Regions from separate parts of the Rattus norvegicus genome. Here region 1 is linked to region 2. A link is a contact called in public Hi-C data. All regions are on one chromosome and are shown on one strand. The core of a region is the stretch at or near the end of the contact, and the rest is flanking DNA. Distances in the headings are between cores, read along the strand shown. Region 1 holds the start of St8sia3 (ST8 alpha-N-acetyl-neuraminide alpha-2,8-sialyltransferase 3). Region 2 has its middle 55 kb from the start of Rpl31l7.

What was found. Hi-C and Micro-C count contacts between places; a contact is called where the count stands out from the background.
Region 1: a contact with region 2 is called in a Hi-C map of liver, with 6 times the contacts expected there. The contact joins the promoter of St8sia3 here to the enhancer-like site in region 2. A contact is called at or near these places in 3 of 12 Hi-C or Micro-C datasets (kidney and liver).

Annotation. Positions count from the first base shown.
Region 1 is chr18:60,022,681-60,026,006 of GRCr8, reverse strand. It overlaps St8sia3 (ST8 alpha-N-acetyl-neuraminide alpha-2,8-sialyltransferase 3), which reads right to left and starts at 1,452. Exons shown (of 4, transcript NM_013029.2): 1 at 1,224-1,452. The coding sequence starts at 1,402.
Region 2 is chr18:59,855,893-59,859,195 of GRCr8, reverse strand. No RefSeq gene overlaps it. Among named protein-coding and RNA genes, the nearest start is that of Rpl31l7, 55 kb to the right of the region's middle. Within about 2 kb of position 1,650, at least 1 of the 93 cell types and tissues checked has an H3K27ac peak or open chromatin away from gene starts, as enhancers often do. A contact at or near this core is called in liver, where this site is marked.

The sequences.
Region 1 (3,326 bases), core at 203-2,702, 170 kb before region 2:
TGTGACAGCTCCAGCATCAACCGGAAGGGGCAGCTGGCACAAGAGCAAGCCCACCCCACAGCCCCTCTCTTTTGGCACATTCTCTGCTCCTACAGAAGCCAGGAAGAAAGGAAGAAAAGGGGAAACTCTTCCCCATTGTCTAGCCCTCCGGGTGCAGGTGAGACCATAAGAAAGATGGCGGTCACTCAGACAGCAAGGGTCGGAGCCCAGCCCAGGGCTGCAGTCCACGGCTCAGCGGGACTACGAGTCAGCACCGCGGACAGCAGCCTCCGACCGGACCCTGCCACTCCCGGGCTCGGAGAATTGATTTTTGGTGAAAGGGCAGAGGAAATTCGAGACTCAGGCGAAAGGGGTGGGGGTTGGGGGGCTCCAGCCTTAACCTTTTCCTTCCCACGCCCAAGTCTGATTTCACCCTCAGCCTTTAGCTGGAGACTCCCAGAGGCTGCCTGCAGCCGGGCTCTTCTGTCCAGGCCCAACATCTTCAGGTTGCACATCTCTGGCCCAGCTTGGCCCACAGGGTGCGGCTTGTGGTTGCCACCCGCCCATCGGAAGGCGGTGCGGGGAGAGCGCCTTGCGGGCACAGGTAGGGGTGGGGCTCCGGATGAGCTGTGCGGAGCTGCGCCCCGCGGTGACTTCGACCCGGGCAGGGTGGGCGGCCCTCAGCAGAAGGCTTGTTTCCCGCAGGGGCTGAGGAATTGCAGAAATCTAGGAAAGGAGGGGGCGGGTGGCAGCGGGGGAAGGGTCGAGGAAGAACCCCCTAGGGGCTTCAAGAGAATAAACCTGCGCATCATTAGATGAGAAAGAGGGGGAGGGATGGGGTGCGAGTGTAGTCGGCGCCTGCGCCATTAGATCGCCCCGCCAGGCCTGCGGAGTCCGCCGCTGGTGCTCGGCCAGATCGCTCACCTCAAACCTTGCCCATCTCCGGGTTCAACACCCCCACTCCCGCTGTCCAAACACCGCCTGTCGCTCAACCACCAACACCCCAGTTTTGAAACGGGGGAGGGGACGCAGAGGAAGAATGGGAGAAATTCAATCACATCGATTAGGACAAAGGCTTTTAGGGGCTTTGGGATAAAAAATATATATATAAAGTGCAGAAACAGAAGGAGGAATGAAAGGACCACGCAGTTACCGAGGAGCCCAAACACTCTTCTCTGACGGTTCCCCAACACACCAATCGACCCGAGATACCCGAGGGCGCTCCAGCAGAGGCCCACACTCACCGGAATCCCGCGTGGAACATGTACATTCGGGGCGCCCCCGGGCTGGCGTACTTGGGAGTGGTGAAGATGTTCTCCTTTTTCAGGGACACGTAGCTGATAAGCGATAAAATCAGCAGGGCCACGCTGAGCATGACCAGCCCTAGTATACTGGCGACTCGGGCCATTTTGCAATTTCTCATTCCGGGCTAGGCTGGGTTCAGGGAAACCGGGGAAATCGGTCCATTGAGCGGCCAGCAGCCTGCTGGCGTGTGAGTGTGTTGTGTGCGTGCGTGTGTGCTCGCGGGCGCGTGTGAGTGTGTGTGGCGGGGGAGGGGGGACCCAGGCAATTGAGTCGCAGAGGGCCTGGGGGTGGAGAACGACCTGGAGCCCCGGGAGAAGTCGGAGCCGCCCCCTACCCCACCCCGGGGCAGGGTTGAGCCTGGCCCGGAGCTGAGCAGGAAGATGGAGGGTCTGCGCGGCGGCGTGGCGGGCGATGGAGTACACCGAGCAGTGCGTCTCCGGCTGCCGGCTCAGGCTCCCCCGCGCGTTTCCAGCGAGGTTGCCATCTCCACCGCCGCCTGAAAGATAAATGTGATTGGAATAGTGTTACAGTTCGATCTAAGCACAGGATTTAATTAATGAACTCTAATCTCCTAAATAACCAAGGGGAGGGATGAGGAGGAGGGAGGGCAGGAGGGGAAGCGGCTTGGGGGTGGGGTGGGGGTGGGACGGGAAATAGGCCCACTCCAATGGCCTCCAGGACCCGCTAAGGGTACAGCTGGGTAGGAGGCTGTTGGGAGACAGATGCCCAAACTTAGTTTAATGAACCATTCATTACTTTATAAAATACATCACGAAATAGAAGGATAAACAACCCGATTTGCTACTGTGGAGGATAAACACCGGCTGGGTACTTCTCAGAGATGCAAAGAGAAGGGTTTTTTTTTTTTTTTTTTTTTTGTTAGGAAGGCAAACGTTTAAAAGCTTTCTCATCTCCATCAGGCATCACCTGCTGCAGCCTTTCTGCAAGGAAGATCTAAACAGCAGCTGGGCTAGCCTGCCTTGGGAACACTAAAAACCTTCTAGAGAATATTCTAGACTATCTCACCGTGCTCTTTACTTATATACTTACCTAAAACAGTCAGCGTGGAAGGTTCGACTGTGTCCCTCACGCTCCTCTCAGTGCTTGGCCTATGTACTTCAGCATCAAGCTTGGAACTGTTAGACCTGACTGGGTCTCTATTGTTCACACTTAGGATTTATTTTTAGGACAGGCTTCTGGTGGGCTAGGTGGCCTAAGGTTCCCAGAAGCCAGGGCCATTATAAGTGCACAAAACGGCTTTTGGGGGAGTTCAAGACCTAAGTGAAAGAGGTTTGACTGGAGGGTGGCAAGAAAACACATGTGTATTGCTTGATTATATTGTCTCATCACACGCTATCTTAATAACCATTAGAAATGCACATCGGTCAGCTTTCAGTCATGCTCAGAGGAAACTCATTTGTTTCTTTAGCTTTGCTCTTCACAGTTAGACTATGGTCTCTTCTACTCTGCCTTTACCCATGGTTTGGTGGTCCCTGTGCTGGTCAATAAGCACTGCTGAAAGACAGTCAAGGTGAGACGTTGGCCTTTGAGAACCTTTTTCCATAAAGCAAGTTGAGATTTCTCCAAGAGGCCTCATGCCTTTATGAAGGTGGGAGAGCCTATATGCTCTGCCTTTGGAATGGTACATTCACCAAAAGGAAGGCCTCTTGGGCTGTGAGCTCCTGCAGAGCAAGGACCATGTCTTCTCCCCTAGTAATGTCTCATCTTGAGGGAATACTAGTTAAATATGTGAAGACGGATGGGGCAAGCTCTCTCACTGAGTAGGTGGCCGTGGTCAGCAACACGGTACTTCTGTTGTCAATGACAAAGGGGACCATCTCGTGCCCTCTAAAGACCCCTGTACCAAACTATGATGATGGGAGCCAAGGGTACACAGATAATTTTTTCCTCTTGGAGTTTTTTGTTACTTAAAAAGCTCCAGGAGCTCAAAGATGGCTCAGTTGGTAAAGTGCCTGTCACACGAGTGTGAGGACTGAAGGAGTCCAATCTCTAACTTTCACATAAAACCTAGGCACAGCCCT
Region 2 (3,303 bases), core at 401-2,900:
CAGGACCCACCTTTCAGTTAAAACATCCTGGAATCATACAAGAACTCTTCTTCATCCTCACAGTAAGTATAGATTTGACAAGCTATTGCAACACAATCTTTCCAGTTGCTACCTAATTCCTACATTACTATTTAACATATATCTTATATATAAAATGCCAGGCGTCTGCACAACTAGCATTATGCATGATGAATAACCAAGTGCCCCCCATTACGGCCCACAGTAGGCCCAATGAATATTTTATGAATAAATATTTTTTAAGGACAATATTCTAGGTCAGTGGTTCTCTACTGATCATGTTGTGAAGGATCTCAACCTTCTTTATGCTATGATCCTTTAGTACAGTTACTCATGTTATGGTGACCCCCAATGATTAAATAATTTCATAGCATCATTACTTCAAAACTGTAACTTTGCTACTGTTATGAATCATAATGTAGGTATCTGATATGCAGGATATTTGGTATATGACCCCTTAAAGGGTTGTGAATCTCTGTTCTAGTTCCTGAAGAAGCTACAGCAAAAGAGGAATGTCTTGCCCTGAAGTATGTACTAACTATCCAGAAACAGCACCTTAAAAGGATGCTGGAAAGATTAAAATTCATAGGAGCACTTCTTCCTCTCAGCTAGACAAAGAAATCACATGGGGGAGTGAAAAAAAAAGCACACAGGTTTTTAAGCTTTGGGTTTGAAGAAGCAGAAAGACAAGCAGACTTGCAGCTGGTCTAAAATAATTTATTGGAATAGAAGACAAGGCATTCTGAGATTTTTAATTTCCTTGGATGATTGGCACATACAGCTTGAAATACAGAAATAACTAAAAGCAAAAGCACAGTCAGCCCCCCTAAGCCTCCTCTGAAAAGGCAGGGGGCTTCAGAACCAGTGTTGGGCTCTGCCTCCCCCAAGTTTTCAATGAAAATTCTGCTTATCTTTCCCAATACTCACATCACCAGCTGCTCTATTAGTATTTCTAAGAGCACACTGAGATTCCAGAATGTTCTTTAAAGGCTTTGGCTGGTGCCAGTAGACCAGATTAGAATTAGAAAAGAACCCTATCCTTTATCTGGCAAATAGGAAAGCAGATGATGCTAACAGCTTCCTCAGAGGAGTCTGGGATGGGGTGCTTGCAAATGAGATCATTGAGCTCACATCCTCTGGGAGATTCTTCCAGGTTACTCCAACTGTCCCTTCCACAGTAGGTAGCATTAATTCTTTATCCCCAGGGGAAGGGACTTTCAGCTAAAGTTGTTTTCACCACCCCACCTCCTGTAGCAAGAACCAAGAATTGGTAGAATAGCCTTTTTGACCTCTGAGTTTCTGAAACTAAATATATGGGGCAGGGGACAGAGAGCTGGATGCTTGGTCAGTTTTCCTTTCAGTTTCCAACCCTAAGACCATGTTGTGCAACACATTGAAATCATCGACCTCATGGTCATCTGAAGGACTTCTTTAAAATGTAACTTTTGAGTATCATTCCCGAGTCCTCCAGATCAGATATACAGTGGGGGTGCAGAGCAGGGATAAACTCCTGGAAGGATTCTTTTGCCTCTGTAGGTGTGATCTCCCCTAATACAGTGGAATGAGAACCACGCTCTGTATTAGCAGACCTCAGTGTGATCGCTCTACCACTTACCCACAATGTGACATTTGGCAACCATCACACACGAGGTTCCAGTGTCAGAGAACAGTCGCACAGTCATGTGTCTAGCTGAAGCTCTGGACAGAACCTTTTTCAACATGTAGGCTCCAGTAGACTACTGTGATAGAGCCACTCTAAGAAGGAAGGCACACAAAAGCAAGGGGGAGTCCCACCAACCTTGGTATCTGCCTGAGCACCAGTTCTATGCCCATTACAAGGTAAATCTTTTTTTTTCCCATTCCATGAAGTCTGAGATTTTTTTAAAATTTTCTTTTCACAAACTCAAGCTCCCCTATTACAGGAATATTTTAATGCTTCCGGCACAGCTAATTGACCTTTACTTGCCAGATAAGTCCTGTAGTATTGCTTTAACCTTCCACTTAATCTAATAAAAGCCAGTGGTACCCACCTTTCAACCTTTACAAATGTGCTGGCTGGTTTTGTGTGTCAACTTGACACAAGCTGGAGTTACCACAGAAGAAGGAGCCTCAGATGAACAAATGCCTCCGTGAGATCCAGCTGTAAGACATTTTCTCAATTAGTGATCAAGGAGGGAGGACCCAGCCCATTGTGGGTGGTGCCATCCCTGGGCTGGTGGTCCTGGGTTCTATAAGAAAGCAAATTGAGCAAGCCAGGGGAAGCAAGCCAGTAAGCATGAAGCAAGCCATGAAGCATCCCTCCATGGCCTCTGCATTAGCTCCTACTTCCTGACCTGCTTGAGTTACAGCCCTGACTTCCTTTGGTGATGAACAGCAAATATGGAAGTGTAAGCTGAATAGACCCTTTCCTCCCCAACTTGCTTCTTGGTCATTAAGTTTTGTGCAGGAATAGAAACCATGACTAAGTCAGGCCCACTTTGCTTCCTTCATAATCAACAGTAGAGGATAAAGGAAAGCAAACACCAGCAGTTTAGAGTGTACAACTCTTTGTGTTCTCCTCAGCTCAGACAGCTGTAGCTCCGTGAGTATCAGGAAGCATCACCAGTTTCCCAGATGGGTGACAGTTTTTCAGTATTGATGACTTCACCCTCAGCTCTTCAAGTACCAGCTTCACCTTCTAACTCCAACCTTAGCTTATCGCATTTGTTGTGTTTATTGAGTATCTGTTAGGTGCCATGAAGACTTGGAGATGAACACAGCATAGTTTCGGTCTATCAGACTCTGGCAAGATACACAGTCACACCCTTTCAAAGACAAACATTCCAGGTTTAGAATGGAACCTTCTAAACTCTGCCTTCCTTGTCGGATTTGAACCTTGACTTCCCTCCCTGACTGCAGGGCCTTCTTCTGTTCTGTAGGTAGAAATGAAGGAAAAGGAGATGGGGTGTCCTTTTATACTCTCTCATCTCTTAGAGAGAAAGGTCTGGATATTTGTATAACTATACACGGACCACTTGCTGAAGACCAGGCACTTTCTACACATGTTAGATTCATTACCCATTAATCTTTATGTCTTGTTGCCAAGAGAGCAAACAAAGGTACAAAAAGTAAAATAACCTGCTTGAACGCCAAGAGTGTACAGCTAGAAAGTGAATCCAAGTAGTTTTGAAGCCCCAGTCTCTTCTTAGAAATGAGGGCTAGGCCTTTGTTCCAGATAGAATTAACTGGTTTTGCACAGCCACCCAAGATCCCTTGAAAGAGGAGAGCTCACCTTTTATAAGTTAA